Linked DNA regions of Mus musculus: regions 2 and 3 are each linked to region 1. The links are chromatin contacts, called in public promoter capture Hi-C maps. All regions are on one chromosome and are shown on one strand. The core of a region is the stretch at or near the end of the contact, and the rest is flanking DNA. Distances in the headings are between cores, read along the strand shown. Region 1 holds the start of Xylt1 (xylosyltransferase 1). Region 2 holds the start of Ccp110 (centriolar coiled coil protein 110). Region 3 holds the start of Rps13 (ribosomal protein S13).

Region 1 (5,144 bases), core at 1,526-4,025:
TAATTTACCCCAGCTCCCAGCTATCTGTTCCATCTTTACCTCTCTAAAATGTTTGAAGGGCTACTCATCTTGGAGCCAGAAGAAGAGAATCCCAGATGCCACCTCAGGTAAATTTTCCTCCAAAACCCATCAAATGAGCTGTTTATGGCATCTCTAACCTGCCCAGGGCGACTGGACCTCTTTCTTGAGTGGCTTTTTATGTATGAGTCAAGATAAACAACTCTGCTTCTCCAGGGATTTGGGCCCAGGATCTTTAACCTCAGTACTGAAGCACTAGGGCCCTGAGGGAGCTGAATCACAGCCTGGCCCCTGGAGGACTGCTGTTAGCTGTGTCATGTGGAGGAAGCACAGGTCATTGTTACTTTACAGACAAAGTGCAGAAGCGCTCTTGAGACAAAGGTGGGCTGGGGGCTGGAATATTCCACACAGCCAGGGCAGGACTTGGAGGCTATGTTTACATGACCTCTTGCTACTCATTTAGCACTAAGAACCCTGAAGTTCTTGGGGCGGGGCGGGGTGGGGGAAGATGACTTGACCATGGTCGGGGAAGCTCAATGGAGACTTCAGGGACAGCCGAGGGAAGCCATTCTTCTACTCCCACATGGCTCTATGGAACATTTGAATGGCTACAGAGATAACAGATTTACCCCAAGGCCAGAGGTGTATCTAGGAACCCTGGTTAGATTCATTTCCTTGATCTGACTTCCTGAGCTTTGTGACTGGTTTAGGGGTAACTTAGGACCTAAAAATTACTCTGTAAGAAAACGCTCTCTGCATCTTCTAAAAGAATCCTGGACTGCAGATGAATAAGTTACAGCTAGTCTAAGTCACAGAATCTAGGACTCTTGTGATGTTCCAGTGTGAACAGACACTGTGGGAGAAAGAGAGGAGAAAGGAAGAGAAAATTCTGTAGTGGTTGTTCTAGGTTGCTGGATCAAGCCATGCCTGGAGTTAGTGCTCTGCAATAACTAGTTCTACAATCCAGTAAGGCTTATTTTTAGATTGTTAAACCAGGTGTTTTATTACACAAACTATAAATATTCCCAACTGATATGCAGATAAGAGGAGACTGGTGAACCAGGGAGCTGCCTCTCCTCTACAGTCTCACTGTTGATGAAGTGGGAATGCCTCTGTCCCTGGCTGCAGAGCTAGAGGGGGCCCTGGAGCAGATTGTAGACTGTCAGGGTAGCAGGTTGGCTGAGGACACAGCTATCCCAGTAGCACTCTCATGAACCCACGGCTCCTTTGCAAATCTCTCTAGGGACGATGGTCATGTTTTCTTCTGAGATTCCATACCTACCTACACCTGACTCTCTGGCCTTCTAGCTGACTGTAGATCAGAGGCACCCTTTGTCACCTTGGGATGCTTGTACCTGATCCCACATCTGGCACACATCAGTGCTCTAATATGCTGGTGCAGTGGATGGAAGGGTCCACTTCTCGCCACTGTTGGCCTTGCTCTCTGATAGATTCTGTACATATCCACTCGCTTCCCTTTACAAACCAGGGTGATGTTTAAAAGGGCAGGAGACAAAAGACCAAGAATTCGCTGTAAGTCCCCAGCTCACTGACATAGGTAGACATCAGTCCCATTCACATGCAGACATTAATAGATGCTATGTATCAAAAGGGGAAGTCTATAAGACTGAGTCAGAGAGAGCTGGATGAAGTTTGAGTTCAGAGAGATTATTCCTTCCAAACTCTCACTGACAGAGCTCAGAACAAGGTCAAGGGGGACAGTCTTGGTGGCTCAAGGTCACCAGTCAGTCCAGGAAAATGCTTCTCCTTATAAAGCAAGGCTGGGCTGACCCAGCTCTGAATCTAGTGCACACAGCAAGTCAGACATCAGGAGGGCGGATGGTAAGAAGGGCGTTAAGGGAGGGAGGCTCTGTGGCTGGGAGGGAGACTTCAGCTTGTGGCCAGGGAGGGTTGGAAAACTTCTTTAGCCACCAAAGCATTCACTTGCCAACTGGATTTGGAGGATGTTGGATTGTGAGTCTTTGGGGACCAGAGAAGTGAGTCAATGAGCCCTGAATCTTTGGTTGGCCCTGGAAGGGGGGGGGGGTGACTCAGAAGTCGCAGTGCTTGTGCTGATTAACCTCGGCGAGTCATTGAGAACCTCCTCCCCATCGTTTCAGTCAGTGATCCAGGAATCCCAGGCTGCACAAGAGCCAGGACCTGTGACACTCCTACGTTTTCTCCCATCTCCACCTGCCAAGGTTTTCTCTCTGTGCAGCCAAAGATGCCGGGACGGAAAACTCCGCGCCTCCTGCAACTCCGCCTCCAGTTTTCTGCCACATGGAACACAGACTCTCAGGACCCTTCTTTCCCTTTTCCTGACCTCTGCAAGCTGAGCTGCCCTGTTGACTCTTCTATCCTCCACTTTCCGTCTCTCTACCCCTTGCACCGGCCTTTTCGCACCCGTACCTTGTTCCCACGCCTGTTCTGGGGGGTGTCTGTCTGCTTCCTTCGCCTCCACCCCCTCCCTCACCTTCTCCTCCCCACGCTGCCCTCGGCTCCTCCTCCAGGCCCCGCCCTCTGCTCAGGGCCCGCGTCCCTAGTGGCCCCTTCCCCAGCCCTGGTACCCCTAACGCCCGCCCTAGAACCCTGGGGGTTGGGTTGGGGACCCTGACCCAGGGAAAAGGGAATCTCGAGGGGCCAGCTCCCTTCCGAGCCGTGTCCCCGCGCGCGCGCGCCGCGCCCCCTCCGCGGCCTCCCCGCGCCCGCCTCCCGCCTTCCCCTCCTCCTGGTGACGTCCGGGTCCCTGCCCGTCTGAAAACTCCGCGCCGCGGCGGTGGAGGAGGCGGCGGCGGCGGCAGAGGAGGAAAGGGAGGAGGAGGTGGTGGAGGAGAGGAGCAGGAGGAGGAGCAGCGGCGAGCCCGGGCGACGTCGGCGGGGCCCGAGCGCGGAGCCCCCGGGATAGAGCGCGCACCGGGGTGTCCCGGCACCCCGCTCGCCCCGGGCCGCCGCGGAAGATGGTGGCGGCGCCGTGCGCCCGGAGGCTGGCGCGGCGCTCGCACTCGGCGCTGCTGGCGGCGCTCATGGTGCTGCTGCTGCAGACGCTGGTGGTGTGGAATTTCAGCAGCCTGGACTCCGGGGCTGGAGAGCAGCGGCGCGCGGGGGCAGCGGCGGGAGCAGCCGAGCAGCAGCAGCCCGCGGCCCCGCGCCGGGAGCGCAGGGACCTGGCTGCCCATCTGCCCGCAGCCCGCGGAGGACCTGGAGGCCGAGCCGGCGGAGGAGGAGCACGGGGAGGCGGCCCCGGAGGAGCCCGCGCACAGCAGCCTGCCAGCCGCGGGGCACTAGCCTCCCGGGCGAGGGTAAGGTGCCCTTTGGGAAGGGGATCTCGAGCCCCGCGGACAGAGAGACAGATGGGCGACCCTACCCATGCCTCACATTGGTCTTGGCCACACAAGTCCCGATATCCGAAGGGACTCTGCGCCCTGGCTGCCTCTGACTGCCCTGGCTGCCCTGGGCAGCTGCAGGGTCGTGCACTGAGCCGCGCTGCTCTGTGCGGAGTCTGAGGACCGCCCCCTTGGGGTCTGGAAAGTGAGCTCCAGAAGAGACTCGCTTTCTAGGGGGTCCTGTTTCCTATCACTCTTTCTGGGCGTCCTACTTGCTCTCTGGGTGGGGGCGTTGATGCCTCACTCTCCACTCGAGTACGTGCATCGGATCGTGACCGGATCCTCAGCCGCTGCTCAAGGGTAGTTCTCCACGCAGCCTCTTTGGTCTGAGCTGTTTGCTGTGGGCTGAGAATGAGTGTGTTAAGTCCTCCACCATGTCCCTGGTGCCCAAATCAACACTGGGTCTTGCAAGCCTGATCTGACTTTGGGTCCTGTTTTCCCCTCTGGGAATCTACTTCTCTCTCCACCTTCCCCAGTCCCCACCTTCCTCAGTCCCTAACCTTGCCATTTCTTGCCCTCCCTGACTTCACCTCCAGGTATTGCCCCTTAGTTCCAGCTGGCTGTCTCTGACTTGACATGGGTGGTCAGTTGCACTTACTGTCTGTCTGTCTGGCCACGCTATCACCACACCTCCCAGTGTGCTTTGCTCTTCTTGGATGTGAATAGTCAGGTCTCTGAAACTGTCTTCCAGTTCTATTAGTACCATCTGGTTGGCTAGGTGGGGCACCGGCTTGTCTTCCTCTTCTATCCCCAACTTCTTTGGGGTATCTGTTTCACCTTTCTCTGAGCTAGGAGGGCAGGAGATCTGAGTCCGTAACTACTGTACAGGGTCTCTGCTCTGCGTAGGAATGAGTGTCTGTCTGTCTTTGGGCTGGTGTGATATGCCATGTGATTCTCTGTCCATCATCCCAGTTCCCTGCAGAGAACTGCCCAGCATCTGAAGGACGGTAGCTACCGGGGGAGTGTTTCTAGGATCTGTAGGAAGGGAACAGTCCTTGTTATTGCTTGTCACTCCGGCAGCCCTTGCTGAAGACTGCCTAGACACAGCTACACAGCTGTGTCAGAAGTGCTTTCTGATGTGCTTAAGTTCTTCAGGATTGTTTTGACCCTTGTTGCCCGAGCACAGCTCTTTATGTCTGTGAGCTAAAGCAGTCTCAGGACTTGATCTGACAGAGCATTTGGCTGCTCTGTAGCTACCAAGGAGAAGTCTTACCCTCACCTGTAGTGATGCTTGTGCATGAGAACCTGAGCATTCTCAATGTCCCCAAGTCCAAGGGGACCCAGGCACTCACTGCCTTTGAACTCCTGGAGTTGATCATGTGTTCCAACTGGAAAAACAAAAAACAAAAAACAAAAACAAAAACAAAAACAAAAACGCTATTACATGTTCTTCCTAAAATTGGAGACCTACTGGGAGGTGGGAGGGACTAGGCGCACTTAGTGCTGGCCCAGTGTGGAAACAGGCAGGGTGGGGAGGGGACCATGGGAGGGACTCACTGTACCTTTTGCAAAGGGGATTCAGGAGGTACTTTCAGGGTACATAGACCACCTGTTGAGATCAGTGAGAGAATTATAAAGAAAAAAGCAGTTGGTTTCTTTCTTTCCCCACCGATGGTCTGAGCAGTGATGCACAACCCCTCCATGTGTGTTCACCTAGGAGTAATCTCTCATGTCCTAGCCCAGTCACATCAGGTTTGGAATCGGAAGGGCGGGGGTGGGGTGCCACTTCCCCTTTAAACCATG
Region 2 (5,144 bases), core at 1,786-4,285, 1.3 Mb after region 1:
TTCAGGATAGCCAAGGTTGTTCACAGAGAAATCCTGTCTTGAAAAACCAAAACCCAACCAATCAAACAAACAAATAAAAAATAAATAAAGAAAAGAAATTGTCATTATTGTCAATCAGCTTTAGGATACAGTTTCTATCTAAGGATTCTCCTTTATATGACTTTTCTGAAGTAAAAGAGGGGACCAGAGACGGGTGGATTCTCAAGCCCTTAATTAATATCTGTGAAGGTAAAAATATGTCTTTCCCTCCCTTGTTGACTATGAGTAGAAATCCATCTGCCTTTTGCCATTTGTCCTCTTTTCCTCTTATTTCAGGGACAAAACCCACTGGATTCATGAAAACCATGAAATCTCCTAAGATGACTCATTCATATTCTATCTGTATCTCTCTGCTTTTGTCTGTCTGTCTGTCTCTGTGCTCATGGGTGTGTGTGTGTGTGTGTGTGTGTGTGTGTGTGTGTGTGTACATATCCCAGCCTGCAGATGTTTGCACCTTCACATGAAGGTCACAGCACAGCACTGGGTGTTGTTTCTCAGGCACCATCCGCCTTTTGTTGGTAGTAGATTCTCTTATTAGACTGGAGCTTCTCCAGGTTGGCTAGACCGGCTGGCCAGTAAGTCCCAGAGGTTCACCTGTGTGTCCCCCCCCCCCCCTTGCTCAGCACTGAGATTGCATCAAAGCCCAGTTTTTAAAAGTGGATTCTGGCAATCAAACCCATCCTTATGTTGTTGGGCAGGCACTTGACTCATGCCCCAGACTTGATGTATATTTTATACAAGCAGAAATTTCTTGAGAGTTGAGCATGTTGACACTTGCTTTTAATCCCAGCACTCAGGAGGCAGAAGCAGGCCGATCTCTGAGTTTAAGGATAGCTTGGTCAACAGAAGTTCTGGGACAGCCAGGACTACAAAGAGAAACCCTGTTTTAAAAAACAAAAAACAAACTAAGGGAACAACAACAAAACCAGCTCCCCTAAAACTAACAAAACAAAAAACCCAAGCAAACAAATGAAAACAGGAGGAAGAGATTTCTTTAAAAGACTTTTCATTCTCAGATTAGAATGGTAGCCCACACCTGATCCAAGGATCTCTGGAGTTCCAGGTCTGTGCTTAAAGAACTCATTGTGGTTGGGCTAACTCCCACATCGGCTATGAAAAGATCTCCCTGTATTCTCAGTTTTTGTTTGTTTGTTTGTTTGTTTGTTTGTTTTCCAAGACAGGGTTTCTCTGTATAGCCCTGGCTGTCCTGGAACCCACTCTGTAGACCAGGCTGGCCTCGAACTCAGAAATCTGTCTGCCTCTGCCTCCCAAGTGCTGGGATTAAAGGCATGCGCCACCACTGCCGGGTGTATTCTCAGTTTTTAATCCCTGTGCCTGCAGAGCAGGTTAAGCAAATGTTTGTTCCTTCCCCACCTGCTCAAAAAGAAAAGGCAAGATGCCTTGGCAAAGGTCACATAGCCTTGACCTTTTCAATGTCAACTGCGTTAGTTTCTAGTGTGGCTTTTTGCATAATAAAGAGCTGGGGTAGAAGGACTGACAGAGGCAAAAGACATGGAAGTAGAGCAGAGAACTATAATAGCAGAGAACTTGGCTTGAGTTAGATGTGCTAACCGAGAGACTGCCCCAGCAAACAAGCCAACATCCTTATACTATACACAGGTCTCCAAGTCTTTATTATTAAGTTATAAGTGGAACCCCCACCCCAAAGCCCCACATTACATTGTCCTCAAGATTAACAGAACATGTCTGGACCTTGGACTCCATTTCAGGGCTCACTCACTGCTATGGGGCACTCTTGTCTCTGTCAGCTTTGTCCCTCACACCATGGTCCCCTCATGCCACCCTTCTTGAGGCACTGCCTCTGTTAAAGCCTTTGCCTGAGAGCCCATTCTCTGCGTCCCAGTGTTTCACTGGGATAGTGCTAGTGGGACAGATCTCACCTCTTGATACCCATCATCCCATGATTCCTCTGCCTCCAGCTCTTAGCCTACCTTTTTATTTTTATTTTTTGGCATGAGTGTATATATATATATATATATATATATATATATATATATATATATATACACACATGTACATATGTATAGGGAGACCAGAGATATCCATCTCTGTTGGGTATCTTTTTCAGTCAATTTCCACCCTAATTTTTGAGGATCTCATTGAAACTGGCTAGAATGGCCGGCCTGAGATCGCCAGGGAGTTCCTATTTCTATATCCCCAGGACTGGCAATTATAATTTTTAGCCAGGACTCAGAGCCTTTTTAGGGGAGTGTTCAGGCTCTGAACTCAGGTCCTCATGCTTGAGTGGCAAATGCTTTAGTGACTGAGCATCTCTCTAGATGACCCTTTCCTCCTATTAGAGATTTTTGTACCAGGTGCAGTATAAGAGTTTTCTCTGTTATGCCTCACAACCACTCTTGGTAGGCTCTTTAAAATTCCCACTATACATAAACAAAAATAAGCACCAGGAGGACGGCAAAGCCCAGTTATAGAATGGAAATGGTGTCATTAAATCAAAAAAGCTCTTAGTGAGTAATTTAGGTAAGAACTGATAAAAAATATTGGTGGATTTTTTTTTTTTGCCAACTTGAAGTTATCTTTTCCTCTGTATATTCCCCGCAACTGATCTGCAAAGAAGTGCAAATATATTAAAGCCTTGAGTTGGTGTCTGCGATTCAGCCACATTTTTCATTTATAGGGAAAACATGGGTGAATGTTGTACATTTTCCATCGACCAAACAGGAGACTATCTCTATACAGACAGACAGACGGACGGACGGACGGACAGACAGACAAACAAAAATACCCGACAACTTCCCAGGAACACTTTTGGGGTTTAAGGCCCTGAGGAGACTTTCTATGGTAATTTATAGTCAAAGCCCTTAGTTTGCAGTGAAGACTACTCTTCCCAGCGTGCATCTCGATTGCGTAAAGCTCATGTAAGCGCTTGCTGATGACCGCAGTGCACTTTGGGAATTGTAGTCTATGGAGGCCCAACCGCTTCAACTGCCCGCCAAACAGCCACCGGAAGTACCGGCCCTGAGGGGTGGAGTTGAGCTGGTGGCGGCGGCAGCGGTTGCCAGGATCCCGCGTTGCCGCCTGAGGGACCCGTAATATGGCGGGGAGGAGGAGGAGGAGAAGGCGGAGGACCTAGATGCGCTCTGTCTAAACCGACTGAGGCCTTTGCTTACAGAGGAGGCTGGTCCACGGGCAGAGAAGCTGACCGGGCAGTAGGTGTCAGGTGTGTGCAAGAGGACTGGGTTCGTTTTCCTACGGGTCTAGGCTGAGGTGAGACCCGGCATTGGTGTCCCGAGGGACAGAAGGCCGGCGTTCCGGACCCGGTTTGGCTTCCCTCGGTCACGAGCCCTTGAAGGCATCGGGAATGGGGAGGCGGGAGTTGAGGACCGGGGTCAGGGGGACTTGGAGGGGATGCTTGGATGCTGGCTCCGCCCAGTGAAGCATCCTGCGCTGAAGAGTAGGCACTTCATGGTGACTTCAGTTTGGTGTCGGAGGTAGTGTAGGAGGAGATGGAGGCGTCCCCCGGGGTGTGCACTGGCCATTTCTAAATACTGGTTACCGCAACCAAAGGCCCATAGGAGCGCTGTTTACACCAGCTTTGCCACTCTGGGGCATCTGCAGGATAATGTAGCTGGTTCTCTCAGACACCCATGATGCTGTTAAGTGGTTCCTACCTTAAGAGATGGATTTGGATGAGAAAGCCCTTTCTCATGTTTTCAAGTCACATTTGAGTCTCAGGAAGAACCAAAAATTGTCTCTTCTCCAAGAGTTCACACGGAGGTGATAAAAACACCATTATATCCTCCGTTTGGAAGCAGCTTCCACTTACTGATGCTTCTATTTGTCCTACATACAGTCCTGCGATTGCTGTCTGTGCCTTAGCTCATTGTTTTCTCATAAAATCGCCTTGAGACAGAGCCCCACTTTATAGATGGTGGGGTCCAGGGATATTAGCCTACCATGAATGTACGAACAGCTAGTATGTCCTTAAACAGCATATCTTTCTCCCTTTACAGACTCTGTAGGAAGTTTATGTGTTTGTGGAAAAACTTAGTGGTAAGCAGCCAGCCTTGGAAGCTGTGTTACCTTCGCCTTTCCTTTCAGTGACATTTCTGAGTACAGGTTATGAATAAGTAGATAGGAGCCATGAGGCTATAGGGTTTGCCAAGAGACTTCCTGGACAAAGGTCACTTGTAATTAGGTAGAAATGGAGTAGAAAAGGCATGCCTGGACCTGCTGAGGCTGGTGTGAATGTAAGTGGACCATGGACCAGTAATGCCTGATGCTAAAGTATGGGGTGGTAGGTTTGAGGTTGGGATCACCTTGTCATCAAGACTCCCTTAAAATAAACCTTGCTTGCAAGTGGTAACTGGTGTGAGAAATGTAGTGCCCTCTTGCACAATTGTAGAATCCCGGACTCTCTTTTTAATGACTACTTTTGCAATTGAGAGGTACCTAGTTCTCTGGGAATAGGGTTGTTCTCCAAGTTGCCATTCTCAGAATTCTCTTCATTCTGCTAGTCTTGCTTTACATTGCTTGATCTATTTGCCCTAATTAATTTATTCAATAATTGTCTGAAGTGCCTACCACGTGCTGACACCATTGTGTGTCATGGCGAACCAGTGAGCAAGACTGAGAAGGTACCTGTTCTTATGGAGTTTACGTTTTGGTGGAAGAAGATACACAAAACCCCAGGAAATAAACGAGATCATTTCAGATAGTGGTAAGTACTCTGGAAGCTGGGAAACATCAAGGTGATGTGCTAGTGATTGAGGTAGGGGAATTAGGATGGGCTGAAACTGAAGGTTAGGAAGGTCCAGTCATGCGCTGGATCTTCTGGAGCGTTCTCCAGTCTCACATGAGCACTGGAGCTTGAATGTCCAATTCATTGTCCCGCTGTACGTTACTCTGTTACTGTAGCTTTGCAGTGTGTGGGGGACCACTCAAGGGAAGTGGATAGCTCTCTGCAACAATGGGACATCTCTCTATGATGCTGTTAGAAGAAAAGGAGAACTAATGATGGCAGTTTATATCCTTAACCTTACCAGACTATTGAGTTTCTTTCTTTCTGTGCATAAGCTCAGAAATTATATAACATCATTTTTACTCTCTTTAATAGTAAATAC
Region 3 (5,144 bases), core at 1,203-3,702, 1.0 Mb before region 1:
GGCTCATTCTCAGCCAGACGTCTAAGGCCAAATCTAAGTGGCCAAATGGTGGAAAGATCAACCTATCTGCCATAAACAGTCAATGTCTGTATGCTTATCATAGCGAACAAGTCATGAAACAAACAAAAGGGGGGGATTTCATTCATAGTTTAATCAGCATCTATCAACTATGACCCTCTTCTTACCTTTAGAAGGACCCCCCCCCCCCCCAAGCATCATAAACCAACCAGTTCTGGCTGTCCTGGAAGTAACTGTGTAGACTAGGCCAGCCTCAAATGCAGAGACCTGCTTGCCTCTAGGTAACATTTCTTCCTTCCTTTCTTTTTCTTTTGGTTTTTCGAGACAGGGTTTCTCTGTGTAGCCTTGGCTGTCCTGGAACTCACTTTGTAGACTAGGCTAGCCTTGAACTCAGAAATCTGCCTGCCTCTGCCTCCTGAGTGCTGGGATTGAAGGCGTGCGCCACCATGCCTGGCTTAGGTAACATTTCAAGAGAACACTGTCATGTGATTATATATCATCCATGCAAGCTTCCCCACTACTATGACAGAGATGAACTGACACTTAGCCAAAAAGGCAAAATGCCTACCACTATTCATTATTTACCATCTAGCTGATTTGCCAACCAAAAACCATATACTTACTATTTCCAATTAGGTGGGAGCACCCGCTTAGTCTTATAGTATCGAGCCAATCGGTGAATTCTGCTCTCTATCAGAATCAGGCGGAATTTAGCATCCTTATCCTAGAAATAAAAGAGATTTAAGAAAACCACCAACAAGTAAAGAAACTAAATAGCTTCTATGGTTAGGTTAAGTTCTTAGGGCAATTTTTTTAAGGAGGCAGGGTATCTTATTATTATACAGAATAAGTTGGTTGTCTTACAATGTGTTAGACCAGGCTGGTCTCAAACTCCAACAATTAAGGGCATGCATCACCAAATCCACAGAGGCAATTTAAACTCCTAGAATAAGGCCCATAGCCACAAACCTACACAAAAGCCCCAGCACCTGGGACCAACTGGATGTAATAGTTTAGGGGAGCTAAAAATCAAACCACCTATTTCTAGGAAACTATCATGTTGACTATTAGCCAGCACCCAGAACCACCTGAGAGGACTCAAGTGCGTTCTCCCCTCTGAAGATCCGCAGCGCAAGTGTCTCGACACAACACCTGGTTTGTTGTCCGCCTTACCTTTCTGTTCCTCTCAAGGTGCTTTCGGACAGCAACAGCTTTCTTAATCAAATGGTAGAGATCCTCGGGGAGGTCAGGGGCAAGGCCTTTGGACTTGAGGATTCTCAAGATTTTATTTCCAGTCACAAAACGGACCTGGGCCACCCCGTGTGAGTCCCTCAGGATTACACCTGAAAAGAGAAACACACTCAAGCACACACACATGCGATAAAACCCTAACAGCCAAACTCCAAATTTCCAGCTCACTCAGACATCCAAGGAAGGTCAACCCAACATGGAAAGTCCTTCTGGTGGAAACTGCGAATGTTGGAACACCATCATCACTGTGAGCTTGCCAGAATACATCTGACCAGAGGAAACAATGTGACTTCTACCTTTATATTTAGTATTAACTTAAAAGCAGCCCAACATTTATTTGTACCTATCTTTAAAACTGCATGTTATTGCTTTTAAACCTCAAATTACTTCAGATCAGCTGAGCCCATTTCACATGATTTTTTCTGCATATTTCTAGCGAACTTTTTATATCCTAAAGAGGATATTTTCCTCCGATGAGCAGTTATTCCCAGACTCAGAAGCCAAGCTACCAGAAACGAGTTATTTCCCATTTGTACAAAGTCAGAGCAGCTTAGAATCAATTCAGTTAGATGTGACTCAATCCCAGACAGCCCTTGCTCCGCTGTGGAAGCAGGAGGAACCTTTTTAACATACGGACTAGACACATTTGTTTCTCGAGAGCAGAAGGAAGAGATTACATCAACACTCACCTATCTGGGAGGGAGTCAGGCCTTTCTTGGCCAATTTGTAAATCTGTTCCTTCACGTCGTCAGACGTCAACTTCAGCCACTACAGATGGAAGAGAAATCGGCCTTAGGATGAGAGAGCACGGCGGCAACCTTCCACTTCGGGTCCCATCCTCCCGCGCACCGATCGCTTCCCACGCCGCCCTCCAACCCTCAGCCTCTACTCACCGTGGGGACGCTACGGCGGTAGGGCAGCGCCGACTGGGACAGGCCCTTCCTGAAAACAGAAGATAGGAAGTAAAGCGGCGGCCCGCGCCCCAAGCAGCCCCACTGTCCCTTCACCCGCAGCCCGCATCCTCCTCTCTCAGCCCCGCGCCCCAGCCCCGCAACCAAGGTCGGCGCCGCGGGCTCACCCGGGAGCGTGCATGCGACCCATGATGGCGGAGGTCTGGCAGCAAAGAGAGAACGAGGTAGGAAACGGCACAGGAAATCAAGCCGCACAGGAAGTGACGCCACTCACCGACGTTTGCTCTCGCGCGGGGGCGGGGCTACATAGTGTGGCCACCGGAGCCCGGGAGACTACGCGTCCCAGAAGGCATGGCGGCGAGGCGGTAAGTGTATGGCTGGGTTGCTACGCCTTGAACTCTTGTCTCTAGTCTTGCTCTTAGCCAGAGCAGCAAGTCTGTCTCTAACATCTCTTCGGAAGTCGCATCTGAGGGGACCTAGGGCGTGCTCGAGTCCTGGGCTGAAGGATTTGGATAAGCTGCGGGTTTCTCAGGGCTCCCTCTGCAGCCCCGAACTCGTGCGGTGTGGGATGATCGCAAAGCCTAGGTGCAGCCGGCGCTTCTCTCTAGATCGTTAATTCTAGGCTTCCGAGCCCCGCCCGGGTCTGTCCTCCTGTCTGCGCGCCTTTTCTACACAGGTCGGAGCGCAGAACCGCTCACCCCCGTCGGAGAAGAGTTGGGAACGAGGAAAGAAGCTTCGAGAAGATGAGGGGGAAAGGGACTACCCCGGGAGTTGGTCTTTTAAGGATGTCCTAGTCCGGTTCACCACAGAGCGTTCGAAGAATGGGTGAATATAACAATTTATTGTAAATGCAACAAAAAACAACAAAGACATGGACCCAAGAAACTCAGATCTACAAGACCCTGTTGACAAGTGAAGCGTGAGAGGTTTGAAACAGTACTGAAATACTGATCCAGTTTTCTTTTTTGTTGTGTTTGAGACCGGGTCCCTCAATGTAGTTTTGGTTGTTCAGGAACTCGCCTTGTAGACCAGGCTTGCTTCAAACACACGTTAAGTCTTTCTGCCTCTGTCTCTTAAAAAAATGCTGAAATGATGATGAAAGGTTTGAGCCATCATGCCCAGCTGCGTTCTTTTAACCCATTACTAGTTGAATTACGTTTTCCAAAACATTGGGAACTTGAACCAAATTTGTATTTATTTCCTGGCAAAGTTGTATTTGATTAATTAACCAGATTCACACTTTTAGCCCAGATATGTGATCCGAACATCAAGCTTGGCTTCAATTCGCAATCCCTAAGCAAGAATACTTCATTTCACTCTAACACATTTGTCCGAATACAAATTTAGGGTTCAATAGTCTTTCTCATTTCCACGAGTCACTCCAACACATCTCACCACAGAAACGTATCAAATACTTCATTGTTTCCACGGGTACCCCAATCCTATCCATCATCTCTCAGGCAGCTTAAGTGGTGTCCCATTATGTATACAATCCATTGTCTGCCTAGTGGTTAGTGGTCTCTTTGTAAATCCCTCTAAATTGTGTGTGTTAAAGATTGATTTATTGATTTATTTATTTAATATAAGTACACTGTAGCTGTCTTCAGACACTCCAGAAGAGGGCATCAGAACCCATTATAGATGGTTGTGAGCCACCATGTGGTTGCTGGGAATTGAACTCAGGACCTCTGGAAGATCTAAATTGTTTTTAAAGACTTTTACTGTGTGAATATGGGGTAAGAGGATAACCTTGTGTAGTCTTTTCATCTTTTTACCTGGCTTTGAATATCAAACTAGAGTTGTCAGTGCACAGCAAGCACTTTTGGCTACTGAGCCATCTCAGGGGCTCTCTTTTTATATTTTCTCCATGTATTTGAAATAAAACCCAAGTCCCTGGCCTCATGTCCTTCCACTTTGCCCTTATTTCTACTCATTCCAAGCACATTTTTTTTTTTCCTTTTTGGCTTTTGAGACAGGTTTCTCTGAATAACCCTGGCTGACCTGGTAGACCAGGCTGGCCTCAAACTCAGAAATTCACCTGCCTCTGCCTCCCAAGTGCTGGGATTAAAGGCACCAAGCACATTTCTTTTTTTTTTTTTTTTAAAGATTTATTATTTATTATATGTAAGTACACTGTAGCTGTCTTCAGACACTCCAGAAGAGGGAGTCAGATCTCGTAAGGGATGGTTGTGAGCCACCATGTGGTTGCTGGGATTTGAACTCCGGACCTTCGGAAGAGCAGTGGGGTGCTCTTACCTGCTGAGCCATCTCACCAGCCCCACCAAGCACATTTCTAATCCTATACATAGTAACATGTCTACCTGGAAAAAAATTAATATACTTTTAAAGATGTGTGTCTGTGTGTCTTGTCTGTCTTGGCATCACAGTACCTGCAGTGCCCATGGAGGCCAGTAGAGGGTATCAGATATTTTGGAACTGGAGTTAACAGAAAATTCTTAGTTGCTACATGGATGTTTGAAACTGAAACCAAGTCCTCTGCAAGACCAGTAAGAGCTCTTAACCCCTTAGCCTTCTCTCTAGCCACCCCCCCCCTTTTAAAATTACTTGTTTATACAGCTGTGCAAGCTGAGTGCAGTGCCCAGAGGCCAGAAGACGATATTGGGTAAGAACTAGAGTAATAAGCACTTGTACTTTGTACTGGGAACCAAACTCTAGTCTTCTACAACAGAAAGCCATTGTAGCACTAAGCCATCTCTCTAGCCCACTACCTGCAATAGTTTGAACTCTAGTACCGGCAAACAGCTTGGCACTCAGGCAAAACTCAGTTATTTCAAAGGATAAGCTTACATAAGCCATCTCTCTCTCTGAAGATTTTGGGAGCCAGAGGCTTTTTATTTAATGTATGAATGCTCTGCTGCATATAAATCTGCCCACTGGAAGAAGTCATCAGATCCTCTAGTAGATGGTTGTGAGCCACCATGTGGTTGCTGGGAATTGAATTCA

Evidence for each region. Capture Hi-C pulls out chosen DNA fragments and counts their contacts.
Region 2: a promoter capture Hi-C map of liver shows a contact between it and region 1, with 2.6 times the contacts expected there. The contact joins the promoter of Ccp110 here to the promoter of Xylt1 in region 1. A contact is called at or near these places in 2 of 9 other capture datasets (adipose tissue and liver).
Region 3: a promoter capture Hi-C map of liver shows a contact between it and region 1, with 2.6 times the contacts expected there. The contact joins the promoter of Rps13 here to the promoter of Xylt1 in region 1. A contact is called at or near these places in 1 of 39 promoter capture datasets (pre-B cells), 1 of 115 datasets of contacts at active chromatin or transcription factors (astrocytes) and 2 of 9 other capture datasets (adipose tissue and liver).

Annotation. Positions count from the first base shown.
Region 1 is chr7:117,378,204-117,383,347 of GRCm38.p6, forward strand. It overlaps Xylt1 (xylosyltransferase 1), which reads left to right and starts at 2,776. Exons shown (of 12, transcript NM_175645.3): 1 at 2,776-3,317. The coding sequence starts at 2,976.
Region 2 is chr7:118,709,508-118,714,651 of GRCm38.p6, forward strand. Ccp110 (centriolar coiled coil protein 110) reads left to right here and starts at 3,036. Exons shown (of 15, transcript NM_001360794.1): 1 at 3,036-3,241; 2 at 4,599-4,741.
Region 3 is chr7:116,331,738-116,336,881 of GRCm38.p6, forward strand. It overlaps Rps13 (ribosomal protein S13), which reads right to left and starts at 2,453. Exons shown (of 6, transcript NM_026533.3): 1 at 2,348-2,453; 2 at 2,163-2,211; 3 at 1,959-2,037; 4 at 1,192-1,361; 5 at 642-742. The coding sequence starts at 2,370. Snord14a (small nucleolar RNA, C/D box 14A) reads right to left here and starts at 1,520; the gene lies at 1,434-1,520. Gm10589 (a long non-coding RNA gene) reads left to right here and starts at 2,432. Exons shown (of 2, transcript XR_869889.2): 1 at 2,432-2,545.